Regions from separate parts of the Mus musculus genome. Here region 1 is linked to region 2. A link is a contact called in public HiChIP or PLAC-seq data. All regions are on one chromosome and are shown on one strand. Each heading gives the region's core, a stretch centred on a gene start, on an enhancer-like site or on the middle of the called end of the contact. The rest is flanking DNA. Distances are from core to core; before and after follow the strand shown.

What was found. HiChIP or PLAC-seq counts read pairs in DNA pulled down with a chosen protein or histone mark.
Region 1: a contact with region 2 is called in an H3K4me3 HiChIP or PLAC-seq map of bone marrow-derived macrophages, with 2.9 times the contacts expected there. The contact joins the enhancer-like site here to the promoter of Lrrc1 in region 2. A contact is called at or near these places in 1 of 39 promoter capture datasets (hippocampal neurons), 9 of 484 Hi-C or Micro-C datasets (the 63-12 cell line, B cells, the Ba/F3 cell line and 5 more), 5 of 115 datasets of contacts at active chromatin or transcription factors (bone marrow-derived macrophages, embryonic stem cells, epiblast stem cells and 1 more) and 1 of 9 other capture datasets (liver).

What each region holds. Positions count from the first base shown.
Region 1 is chr9:77,733,876-77,740,550 of GRCm38.p6, reverse strand. No RefSeq gene overlaps it. Among named protein-coding and RNA genes, the nearest start is that of Gclc, 17 kb to the left of the region's middle. Within about 2 kb of position 3,325, at least 52 of the 459 cell types and tissues checked have an H3K27ac peak or open chromatin away from gene starts, as enhancers often do. A contact at or near this core is called in the 63-12 cell line and bone marrow-derived macrophages, where this site is marked.
Region 2 is chr9:77,542,550-77,548,773 of GRCm38.p6, reverse strand. It overlaps Lrrc1 (leucine rich repeat containing 1), which reads left to right and starts at 3,922. Exons shown (of 14, transcript NM_001146048.1): 1 at 3,922-4,309. The coding sequence starts at 4,151.

The DNA.
Region 1 (6,675 bases), core at 2,076-4,575, 190 kb before region 2:
TAATGATCGCAAAATCAAAATATCAATCAACTGAAAACACTGGAGCGTCTCTGTATAAGTGTATAAGGAAGGGTACAGTGAAGCCACCCAACTGGACCACTCCATGGGTAGAAAGTAAGGTTTATTGGGGGCCAAACTGCCAAGGCTATCTCTCAGGAGAGAGAGAAGAGCAAACTCCTGAGCAAGCGAGAATATCTAAGGTGCCAGTTAGCACGGCTTTCACTAGGGAGCTAGAAGATGCCCTTGCCCAAAGTAGTTGAGCTTTGGGGAAAATTAAGGGAGGTTCCTGGTAAACAGCTCCCCTCAGGCCTTGGTTTACCCAACGATCCTTCTGTTTACCCACGGCATCAAATATTCAACAAAACAAAACAAAACAACCAAAACCAAACAAACCAAAAAACCCCCCCAAACCCTACACATCTCATTAGTTCTCTAATTTTCTTTTGTTTTTAATGTGTGGTAAATTATATGTATACTAAAGAATTTTTAAAAATAAGCTACTCTGTGATTTATTACCAGAGAATGTTTTCTTGGCATACCTGTTTTATTTAGCTACGTACTTGCTTGGGGCTGTATAAACTTTTCTCAGGTGAAAGGAGTTGCATGTGGAAGTATATTAGGAAGCTTTGACTTAAAGAAATCCATGTAATTCTTGTCTTATCTTCAATTTGGGACTATAGTCTTAAAGTGTCAATAGGATACTTTAATTCAAGTCAGCTTGGTCATTAGCCTCGGTCACCATCCAAACGGAAGGTAGCGTGCTTCCTGTCTTACTCTTCATCTTTCTCTTAGTTTTCTCTTTTGTTCCACCTCACTGTCTTTTTCCCCTCTTTCTAATTTCTCTCACAGCCTCTAGAATCACTCCAAAATTCTTTGCCGAGAATCTATTAATGGTCTCTTCTCATACTTGAATCCGTTGTCGAGAGTTTCCTCATCTTTTCCCAAAGCTTGTCTTGTCCCTGAACTCTGAGTCTCCCTTTCAGGTCCAGGCCTCTCATGGTCTGCGCTCCCTGATGCTGGGATCTGTGGTCAGTTTAAAGTCTCCTGCTGCAGCTTGAAGATGTTTATTTCAACCTATATGTAAATCGTTTATTCCGTTTTAGATTGATGCTGCCTGGCTCACTATCATCTGTCATTATAGTAGGAGACCTCTTCATACACATACATGAATGTCTAGCTCCTGACATGGTTTACTCTTTGGTTTTATTGTCTCTCTGAGCTTGTTCTTCATCTTGCCTCCAAACCTAATCAATTGGTATGCTCTTGAGCCTCTCCCATCATGCCAAGCGCTAGGTCCACTGACTCCAAGTACGCTAGCTTACATTCAGCTCCCTAAACCAGCCACAAGAGACTCATCCAGAATTTAATTCTCAGAGGATACCACTAGTTTGGATATAAGCTGGGGATTTTACTGACCAAGAAGTAAGTAAATACCATGTATAATTTAAAAATCCAATTTGCTGTGAAATTAGAGAGCCATATATCATAGTAACATATCCAGTATATGACATAATAGAACTCCAAAGGTCAATTTCAATGAATCCAAACCTTGCTCCTTTTGTGGGGGAAAACTTTTTGCCACAGTAGGAGTGAATCTCTGTGTTTTCTACAGAATATTTCAAACACCAAAGAATACAGATTTTAGTCAGCCATGGAAGCTTCTTTCAAATAGAAGGCATCCTGGGACACGCACACATGAAATCTTAACAAATTTAGAAAAGTTGAAATAACTCGGTGTATCCTTTCTGACCATAATAAATCAACATCAAACAAATCTCCAATAAGTACAAAAACTCAAGGAGGTTAACCAAATCATTTGCATTTTCTTTAAGATAAATCCACTCTTTGCTTCGATAATGTTCCCTGAACAAAGGGACAAATATCCTGTCTATTCTTCTTTGTTGAACATTATTGAATAATTTTCTTCATCAAGCCCATAGCATATATGAACAGAGAAATGGGTAGACCTCTGTTCCTATGAGATTTGATTTTAGAGTTGAAATTTAACAAACCACTTTGGTAAGAATGAAAAATGTAACTACTTCCTGTACCTCAAGGATCAGAGGTAGTTTGTGGCTTCCTCCACTGGACAACTGGAAAGAAGGATCCTAGGAGAGGCGTTGAAGCTTGGTGAAGGGATGAAAAGTGGTGGGCAGAGCTGCAGGGTTGGATGAGGTGGACAGAGCTGAGGAGATGGCTGTGGTGGGAAGACAGCTCTGGTAGGAAGAGCTGCGGGGATGGGTGTGACTGGAGAGAGAAAATTATTTCCAGGGGGAGAATTGTGCTTAGAAAGACTGGATGAAGGAGAATGGTAAGACTGAAACAGTAAGCAATTCAAACCAGAGACCATGTAAGCATGCAAGTCGCATCTGGGATGAGGGTGGCGATCTGCTTGTGTCATTGAGTGGCACAGCTAACATTTGCTGAGTGGTGCACAAGTGAACGGGAAGAAGTCAGTGTGTCAAACGTGTCAGGACATTTGAAAGACCTTGGGGCTAAATAAAATCAGGGTATCTGATGTGTGATCCCAAGGGAGTAGAGACCCATGGGTTGAGAACCGCTGCTCTAAGAGAGAAGCCACTGGGCCTGTCTGTAAGAGATATTCTCCATCAGGTGATTTGTAGAGGGAAGACCCATCCTAAACACACGCAGTACTTCCCCATGGCAGCCAGATAAAGGAAGGCACTTCTCTTTCCCCCTGCTTGTTTCTCCATGTCATTGGTGAGTTCTACTCTCTTGCAGACACTACTTGCTACATTCTTTCACTGATAGCAGAACCCAGCATCTTCAGGCTTCAGTATCAACTGAAGACCAGTGGCTCTGAAGGAGTCCTACATGCCTTCAGGGCTGGGTTCTAATGATGCAGGCTCAGGAAATGCATGGCAGTGGGATTCTCAGCTTTTCCAGACATTAGTAGACTGCTCGGACTGTGTCACAGAAGCCGCCGTAAGAAATCTATTTTTATTTGGTATTCACTCTGTCAGTTCACTCCCTCTAGAGAAGCCTGACACATCCACCAACAGCCCGTTCCTTCTGGTTCCTCTTTTACTGTCTCCATTCAAGAGAAGACAGGAAAGGGGTAGAAGCTGAGGTCAGCATGGAGGTGAACTCTGAGGGTGTGAGCCAGAAGACTGTCTGATGTTTATATGTGGGCTTCTACTTTTAGAAGTCTGGTCAGGGATGCTCTCTTGAGTGGGCTAGGACTACCTGACCAGGATGAGAGAAAAGAGTGGAATTTGAATCTAGGAAATTTTAGAAAGGCTATAATGGAAAGCAGAATTTAAAAAAAATTTTTTTTAAATTGTTGTGTATGAATGTTTTGCCTGACTGCTGGCATGCCCATGCACATGTATGTGCCTGGTGCCCACGGGATCAAAAGAGAGCTTCAGACACCTTGGAACTAAAAGCTACTATGTGAGTACTAGGCATTGAATCTGTTTCCTGTGAGAGAGCAGTCAATGCTCTTAACCATCAAGCTATGAAAGCCAAAATGTTTTAAAATCAATTTATTATTATTTTATAATAATAATAATAATTTTTGTTTGGAGTTTCTCTATGTAGCCCTGGCTATCCTGGAACTCACGCTGTAGAACAGATCAGCCTAAAACTCAGAGAGCCACCTGCCTCTGCCTTCCAAATGCTGGCATTAAAGGTGTGTGCAACCATGCCAAGCTGAAAGCCAGAAACTGGCTATGAGCAAAAGGAAGGGAACATGAGTTTTAATTCAACAAGCTACTTTTTAGGTCCCTAGTCAAGTTCTTCACTCACTGAAGATTCGCCTTTCCTTTCCAGGTTCCTTCCCCACCAGATAGAAGCAACAGAAAGAGGGTAGGGGGGCTGATTTCTATCTTGAGAGGGACACTTATGGAGGTTCAAATAGGAATAGTTCCATAGATCCATGTGTTTGAATGCTTGGCCATAGGAAGTACAACCTTGTTGGAGTAGGTGTTGCTTTGTTGGAGGAAGTGCGTCACTGTGTGGGGCGGGCTTTGAGGTCTTATATATGCTCAAACTCTGACCAGTTGTAGCACAGTCTCCTGCCAACGGCAGATCAAGATGAAGGACTCTCAGCTTTTCCAGCACTGTGTCTAACTGCATGCCGCCGTGCTTCTCACCATGGTGATAATATTCTAAACCTTAGTAACTGTAAGCCAGCCCCACTTAAATGTCTTCCTTTAGAAGAGTGGTCATGGTTGTCTCTTCACTGCAATAGAAACCCTAACTAAAATAGCACTGTTTGGTTTTGGACTCCGGGACAAGGGACTGGGGTGCATATTTTACACACCAAAGCAGACCTGGCCTCAAGGTTCTCCCAGCATCCCTCAGTTCCTACCTGGCATACCCTCACCCAACCCTGAACTCCGAAGACCAGAGGCTGGGCTACCCTTCTAGGAGAGGCTCTCTCTAATCCAGACATTTCTCTCTGTCTCTCTCTCTCTCTCTCCCCCTCTCTCTCTCTCTCTCTCTCCCTCTCCCTTTCCTCTCCTCTCCTCCTATCGCTCTCTGCGTGTGCATGCCCCTTTCTCTCTTACTCTCCCGTCCCCTTTCTCGACAGTGACTTCACTGGCCTTGGTCCTTGGGGCCAGTGAACTTGTCTGCCCAAGAGCAGCTTCCCAATAAACCCGCCTTTAATATAGTCTAATCTGGCTTAAATTGGCTCATTTTGTACCTATCAAGCACTTCTTGTTTTGTTGTGGTGGACATTCCCTGTCCCCAGAACTAATGAAAACCCCAAACCAAAAATAAATCAGCTGTGCAGAGAATTGAGAGCCCCAAAGCAACACCAAGGCAACCAGTTAACTTCTTACAGGGACCAAGGTGAGAAACCTGGCCTAGAAAGTACCTTAACGGATGGAAATTTTCCGAGGATGTGACTGAGATGTCAATCATATGATTACTCCCAAAATGGGAAACGAAGGGTACAGGGGAATACCAGAAACCGCCAATGCTGGGAAGTGAGAAAGCTAGCAGACAGGGAAAGAGACATGAAGACTCTTCTCCTATGGTCCCTTGATAGCCATGACAACAAATGAGCGTCTGGGAAGATGACTCCCGAAACAAGAGAAAAAACAGGAGCACTGATGTCTTGGTGCTGATTTGGTGGTGAGACCATCCTAGAGACTGTGGGAGAGTGAGTGAGATGTGTATTTAGATGTGAGTGGGATGTGGACTCCCATCCTGTGGCTCCAGCCTACCACAGAGGGCCTGGCTGGAGATGAAGTGGTTCTGATCTGGGAATACCTTCAAATGACTTAGGTGGTCTTTTAGACTCTTCTAGGAGCAACCCAGTCAAGGATTTGTAACAGTTTACCAGTAGCCAAGAAGTGCAGCTATGATGATTTCCAAAGGCTTTTCAGATGTGCCGTGGTGGGGAAAAGTGTCTCATCAAGACATCACGAATACAAGATAGGAATAGAAAACCAGGCTCCCTCTTCTGATAATAGGAAGGAGAAAAGATCTTAGACGAGTAACAGTAAAACACCCCCACATAGCCCTCTTAGGGTACATACTCCAGTGTTAAGGAGATAAGTCCTAAACAAAAGGGAAAAAAGAAACAGGAGAGGAACACTGGGCCAATCTGTCATAGAATATGTTGATGATAAAAGCCACCGGAGTCAACTGGAGAAAGGGGCCTGTGACCCTCTTTTCTCTGAAACAACAGCAGAAAAGGATGGTCCGCCTTCTAAATGGCTCCTCTTAGTCACCTTCCTCCTTTTGTGCCAAGAGCCCCAGTGCCAGTGCCTGAACCACCAGCTCCATTTGTTCTTTATTCTTTATTTGCCAGATTAGGAAGACAAAATAAAACTAAACTAAACCCTTAAGCAAGGTCAGAAGGCTATCCAAAACCTTCGCTTCTCAACAGAAGAACTCCCCTCAAAAGAGGTTCCCATTTAGGGAACTTCTCTTACATGGGAGAGAAAGAGAGGATCTGTGAGCACTCTTCATCAGTTCAGAGGTCCTAACTCTAAAGAGGCCACTGAGGTCCCTGATAGAAGAACCATGGTGGTGAGTGGCTAGTTATTTGGATGGATTCTTTGGGTCTCAATCAATTCCTGGCCTAAGCTGATGTCGTTACTGAGCCTTTGTTTCCTCTGATGGAGAAACTGAGATGTAAGAAGGGCCACCAAAGCTAGTTGGGAAAAAAATACATCTACCTGGATAGGTGACAGAGTTTAAAAACCAAACACTTCCCCAGCCACCAACTTCACGGGGCAATAAGAACAAGATGCATGAAGGCCACATGTGGCTTCCTGGAACCCTGATCATAAGCAGGTTAGAAAATCAGCAGCTCAGGCTGAGAATATTAAAACCAAAAAAACCCAAAAAACAACAAACAAACAAACAAACAAACAAACAAACAAAAAGCTTTAATGTACAGCAGGAAAAGGAAGTTACAGAAGACTGAATGTAGGCAGGATGGAAAGAAGATTGAACAGTATTGTTTTTTTTTTTTAACAAAATATCAAACCTTTGATTTTTACCAATAAAGACTTGGGGACCAGATGCTGAGGTGAAAGTCTGCTGGCTCAGTGACACAGAGAAAGCGTCCAGCTGACCTTCCTCCTCAGCTGATGTCCCAAAAGAAAAGGGAAGCTCTCCTTCTCCATGTGGTCTCCAAAATCCCTCCAACTAAATGTCCCTCCCTTCTATTTCCTGTGTGTATCTCTCTTTAGC
Region 2 (6,224 bases), core at 2,673-5,172:
GAAAATATTCTTAAATTTAAATCTGGAGAAACATGATTAAATTCGGAGAGTTTGATTTATTAAAGGCGCCCTGGGGTTTTTATGCAAATGGAGCTGTTTTCTCAGTGTCCAGCTTTGCATATGATTTGATTAGCTCTTTGATCTGTGTATACATCCTCAGAGGGTCACTCCTGTGCTCCTCTCCAAGATGAAAAGGTCAGCCTCTTGATAGATTTTCTAGAATAGGAAAAGCGACCCTCTATCCCATAATAGCTTCTATCTTGATACCATTCCCTTGACAATGGCCTTTCTTCCAGGAGACTCCAAGGTCTGCCCTCCCTCTGTTTCCCAGAAATGTAACCCAGTGCCTGGCATGTGGCAGATACTTAGTTACCACCTACCATAATGTGATTCTTAGCCTAGGATTTAATTTACAACTGCCTGTAGGATACATTTACCTATATTTTATTTGTGTGTGTGTGTGTATCCTGTCACTCCTGTTGTAAGGAGGCTAGGAGGGGATATCAGATGTCCCGTCTCTTGTTCTTCCTTATCCCCTTGAGACAGGGTCTATTGTTGAATCTGTAGTGTGCTGTTGTTTTTTTGTTTTTTTGCTGGCTAGCCAAGCAAGCCGGAATGGTTAGTGGCATGTGCAGCCACACTTGGCTTTTATATAGGTGACGAGCAGCCAAACTCAGGTCTGCAGGTTTGTGTATAAACAGTTCCATCACTTCCCACATTCTCTCGAGCCATTTGCCATCCCAGACCCTCATCCATTTCCACACACAGCCACTGAGTTAGGCTGTTATCATTTTTTATTAGTTTTCAATTTTAAAAAATAATTTTATACATTATGTACTATCCTATGCACTTTTCTGTACATTGCTTCTTCTATGGATATGATCTTTTGAGATATATTTATTTGTTAACATGTTTACTAGTTTATTTTCTTCTATTGTTGAGTTCTATACCATTGTTTCTACAGGCTACACTTTTAATCTGTTGGTGAATATTTAGTTGTTTCAAAGTTTTGACTAATATTAACCAAATTATGATGGATATTGATAAATAACTTACATCATGGATGGATCATTACAGCAGACACAAAGAATCTTCAAATTGTTTTAAATACTGCTTTCAACAGTTTACTTTCTTGCCAGCAGTGCTTGAGTGCTTGTTGCACTGTATCTTCACTAACACTTAGGATCCTGAGTGGTTTGTTTTGGTTTGTTGGTTTGTTTTACACTCCAGTGGCTAGATAGTGGTTTCTTGTGCTCATTTTAAAATTTACATGTCTGCACTTCTGAATTCCCAGTCATTTCCAGCTTACTGGATGCCACTTTGGATTTGTAGTTTAAAAATGTAATGTTTATACCATTCTACAAATAAAAGTCAGGAAATAAAATAACAAACCATTAATTGCACGTTTTTCATTCTCTCAGGGGAAGGGGTATGTTTTCTTTGTTGCATTTCTGTATCTAGCATGTGTCTGGTGAATCATGTCTACATTTATTATCTGCTGTTATGTAGCAAACACTCCTGAATTATGTGCCCCCAGTGGGGAGTTGGTTCTGAGTTATATAAGAAAGCATGCTCACTAAAGCACAGAAAGAAAGTCAATAAGCAAGACTCCCCCGCCTCCCCCATCATCTCTTCTTCAGTTCCTACTTTGAGTTCCTGCCCTCGCTTACCCCAAGGGTAAGATTGTGATCCTGACATTCAAGCCAAATAATCCCTCATCTCCCAGTGGAGGTTAGTTGTTAACTTGACACAGGGTAGGGTCAATTAGGAGGAGTGAATCTCAATTGAGAAGATGTCTCCATCAGATGGACATACAGGCAAGTGTGTAAAGCAATTTCTTGATTAAAGATTAATTGGAAGGGCACAGCTCACTGTGGTTGGTACCTCCCATAGACTAGTCCTAGGTGCTATAAAGAAGTTGAACGAGCCAGTAAACAGTATTCCTCTATGACCTTTGCTTCAGTTCTTGCCTCCAGGTTCCCATCCTGCTTGAATTCCTGCTTTGGCTTCCCTGAAGGATGGTCTGTGATCTGGAAATGTACGCCAAACAAATCCTTTCCTCTCCAGGATGCTTTTTGTCATGGTATTTATCCCACCAGTAGGAAACTAACTAGAACACAGAGTAGCCGGGATTCAAATCTGATAGTTAAGTCATGTGGATTTCGGTAGTTTTCAGGATCTGCAAAGCAGGTAAGCTGTTCAGAAACCACAATGTTTTTAGACATAAGAAGAAACACGATCACAACACAGAGAAGAATAAGGAATGCTTATTCAGGTTGGAATCCTTAAAAGACCAGACATATGTTAAAAACATACTAATCATTTATTAAAACAACCTAGTGTATTTCTGAAAAACAAAACAAAACAAAATACAACAACATTAAACTGAGTAGCTCAGCTTTCTATAACTTAAAAAAAAAAAAACCAGCTGGAAAACCCACAAAGTTAGTGACGTATCTTCTTGGATGTCTCAATCAGGAATCAGAGTTTTTCATGGGAGGTGGCAGGACATGGGCTTTATACACACTTCTGGAATGCAAGAATGAAGGAGGAGTGGAGGCTCAAAGTCCGCCTCAAGAATGCAGGCACCAAGTCAGGTTAAAAAGTGAAGTCAGCATAGTGGCAGGAATTAGGTACTGGCTGTAACCATCAAGTCTAGGTGATAATCCTGAGGTAAAAACAGGTCAAATTTCCTCCTTCATCAATCAAGACAAGAGATCCTCCTGATAGAGACGAAACCTTTATGTATCTCTCCCCCTCTCCCCCTGGGCAAGTGCCCTGTGCAGTTAAAAATACTGAAGAGACAATGAAAAAAAGTTTCAGAGCAAACTCTGCCTTGGTTACTAAGCAAGCTCAATTTTCAATCTTCTGCATATTGTGATGTTGGTGACTCCAGATTTGAGCTGAGGGAGCATAAGGCTTCCTTTGCTGGGTGGGGAGTCAGAGAAGACTCTTAAAACAGTCTATTAGCTATTGTATTTGGCCTAAAACGGAGTCATCAACTGTTCATGTGGAGTGAGTTTGGTTAGTTTGTATCGTTGACTCTGAAAACAGAAGAAAAGGGGTTCAAATGTCTGGCTGTGGTAACGGGAACCTCTGAGGAGCAAAGGAAGAAATTTGGGGCTCCCCGCCCCAAACTACAGCGTGGGTTGCAATCTCCCCTTTGTAAGACGCAGGGTGCTGTTGAAGAAATACAGGAGCCAGCTATTGGAGGTTCATCTGCCTTCCTGCACCAGTGCTTTCTGTACCTCAGCCCAGGTTAGCCCCCAAAGCACATCTGGCTAAGGTGGAGCTAATGCTGAAGCGCACCTTTGCCATCTCCTTTCTTCTCGGAGCATCTTTTAGAAGATTTTTGAAGACGGACATCCATGCTTTTGTTGGCACCAGGAAGTTGGTGACACGTACATCTCAGATAAGTCCTGCTCACCAAAGATGCTCTCAGGTCGTAGGGCCTGCCAGCGAGTGTGCGCAGACACAGGGCACAAACGGGGGTTAGGAGGAGGGGGTGTCGGAAAGCCAGAACCGACTCCTTCATTACCCCGCGCTCAAGGTACTCGGCGGGGCGGTACTTCCTGACCCCGGAAGAGAAAGTTGTTTTGGGGAAGGGGAGCAAGAAAAAAAAAAGCACGGTGAGTAAAATGAAAACTCCGAAGTTGTTCTGCTCCTTCTGGCCTTCGGTCCCTGCCCTCCTTAGGAGCTTTTTGGGGCGCGGCTCCCTCCAGAATCGCACACTGTGCGACTCCCCGCGGAGGAGAGGACCGCAGGAGCACCGTCTCCCGACCCTCCCGGGAGCCGGGTCTCCAGGAAAACCCGGAGCGGAGCATCCCCGGCCGGGACACGCCCTCTGCGTGCCGCCGAGTGCGCATGCCCAGTGCGCGGCGGCCGCGAGTAGGAAGCGGAGCGCGGCGGAGGGGGCGGTGGGAGGGGACGCTCGCGACTGTGGCGAAGGCGCGGGACGCGGCGAGGGTTCCCGCGGCTTCCTCAGAACGTTCGGGACGGTGGAGTCCTTGCGAGGCGCGAGCGAGCTTGGAGCCAGCAACGAGCTTGGAGCGGGCGGCGGGCGGGGAGCAGCGGGGCGGCCGGGCGGAGCGGGCTCCGAGCCCCGGGCTCCGCGGCTCGGCGGGACACGGCTCTGGTGGTGGAGGCGGCGATGTTCCACTGCATTCCCCTGTGGCGGTGCAACCGTCATGTGGAGGCCATCGACAAGCGCCACTGCTCGCTGGTCTACGTCCCCGAGGAGATCTACCGCTATGCCCGCAGCCTGGAGGAGCTGCTGCTGGACGCCAACCAGCTCCGGGAGCTCCCCGAGGTGAGTGCCCGCCTCACCTGGCGCGGTGGCCGGGTCCGTGCGCTCCTCCGCTGACTGCTTCGCTCTGGGAGACTCTGGCCAGCGGGGTCCCACTACTGCCCTCAGCCCTCCCTGTGCCCCCCTCCCCTGCTTCCCGATTAAACCCATCCTCCAATAAAAGTTGTTTTTCATTTATACCGAAAGACTTGGTATTTAACAAGTAGTTACATGGCTAGTGGAGAAACGTTCTGGTCCACTAAGTGGCTTAGATCCACGTCTGGGAACTAATGCCGGTTAGGTGAGAAGCCAGGTAGCTCACACTGTTCCCAGCTGGGGGCGACCATGCGCCCCATCACGCCCCGGGGCGATCGGCTAGCAGCCAATTCTCCAGCTAGTGGCTTGGAGCTCCTCATTTTGGGCTAACGCAGGTCCCAGAGGATGTGGGGACCCAGCAGCGCGAAAGTAAGCTTTAGTATATCTTGGCATCTGTAAGGAATGTGCTCCGGGCCTTATCTCTGTGGGCTATGCCCTGGAGAGATGGCGCTTGGTCCGCTTCGGTAGCCCCGTGGCCGCATTGGGGTGCTGGGCAGGAGGAGAACTGCTGCAGGTGCCCAGGTTCCCGCCGCTGGTGCACTGCGTGCGTGGACCTGTTGCGTGGTTGGAACTGCGATGAACGTGTGTAGTGGCTCCCGCTGCGAGTCAGCCCTGCTTGCTGCCTTTCCGCCACCACAGAGCTTGCTTGGGTCTGTCCTATCACTAATGCCATATCTTTTCAGAGTTGTTTATGAAAATTAATCATCTGCCGCACCGAACTTGGCCTGTGACAGATACTGATTGTGCTTCTAGGCCCTGCTGGGGTTAGACGCTGAACTTTTAACCCTTGAATTTGCCTCGGGATTCTAGCTTTAACTGTTAAGGAGGACGCATCCTTTACCCAGGTGTAAGGAGGAAGTAAGCCAGTGGCAATCCAGAGGTGCAGGAAATGGAAGTCCGCTGGGAGGCCCGGAGAGAGCCTAAAGGCCCGAGCCTCGGAATGCAAGTACCTTGTTTGTCCTTTGTTACCGCTGATGATGTCCTGCCATTTTCAAAGAAACTCTGATCAGATGTCTGGTTTGTTGGAACACGGACTGATAACGATCGCCAGTGCTGACAGAGTTTAGAAAATCACAAGTGTGTTTCTCTCAACATCTCGAGTGAAGTTCGTCTTGAATTAACTTTTCTTGGTTCCCATGGCCTCCTCTGTGTAATCACAAAGATTACCCTCACTCGGATCTCTGCAGAGCACCCCTCCCAGCCCTTAATTTAATTCAGTAGGAAAACCACCCAGATCCCTCAGGCATGTATTATTTTGCAGGCATTTTCAAACACATGATCTGGTTTTTAAGCTTCGCTGTGTTTTACTTAAGTGGGAAGCTCATTGCTTTAAGTTGTATAATTTTTGAAATGTAGCAAATGTTGCCTAATGCTTTGCAAGGGATTTGAAATAAAGTTACTAAAAGACTTAGTAAAAAGCTCTTGACTATAAACTTTGCAGTGCTTTCTGTAGACTTTGTGTTTATTGTGGAATTGGACGATTTCTTTGGGTTGGATTGGCTTTTCACTCCTTTTTGGAGTTTGTTAGATTTCCTCTAATGCTGGAGTTTTTGTTTTTTTTTTGCTTGGCGTAGAGACTCAGAGTTTTGGAAGTGTCAGGTATTTCTGCAGATGGTACATGATAACTCAGAGACTCAAAATTAGGTCTGATGGCATTCTGTAAATACTCTAAATAAACATTTCGAAACCAATGGGTGATGGCCTTCCTTATTGCTAAGTATTGCTCTAATAGCCTTAAATCAAGGTCCTGTAAAATGGATTCCTCTCTGTCTCATCTCACCCAGACTGTTGGGTTTGTACATGCCAGACAGGAACAGCAGCTACCTTGAAAGTCTGTCTGTTT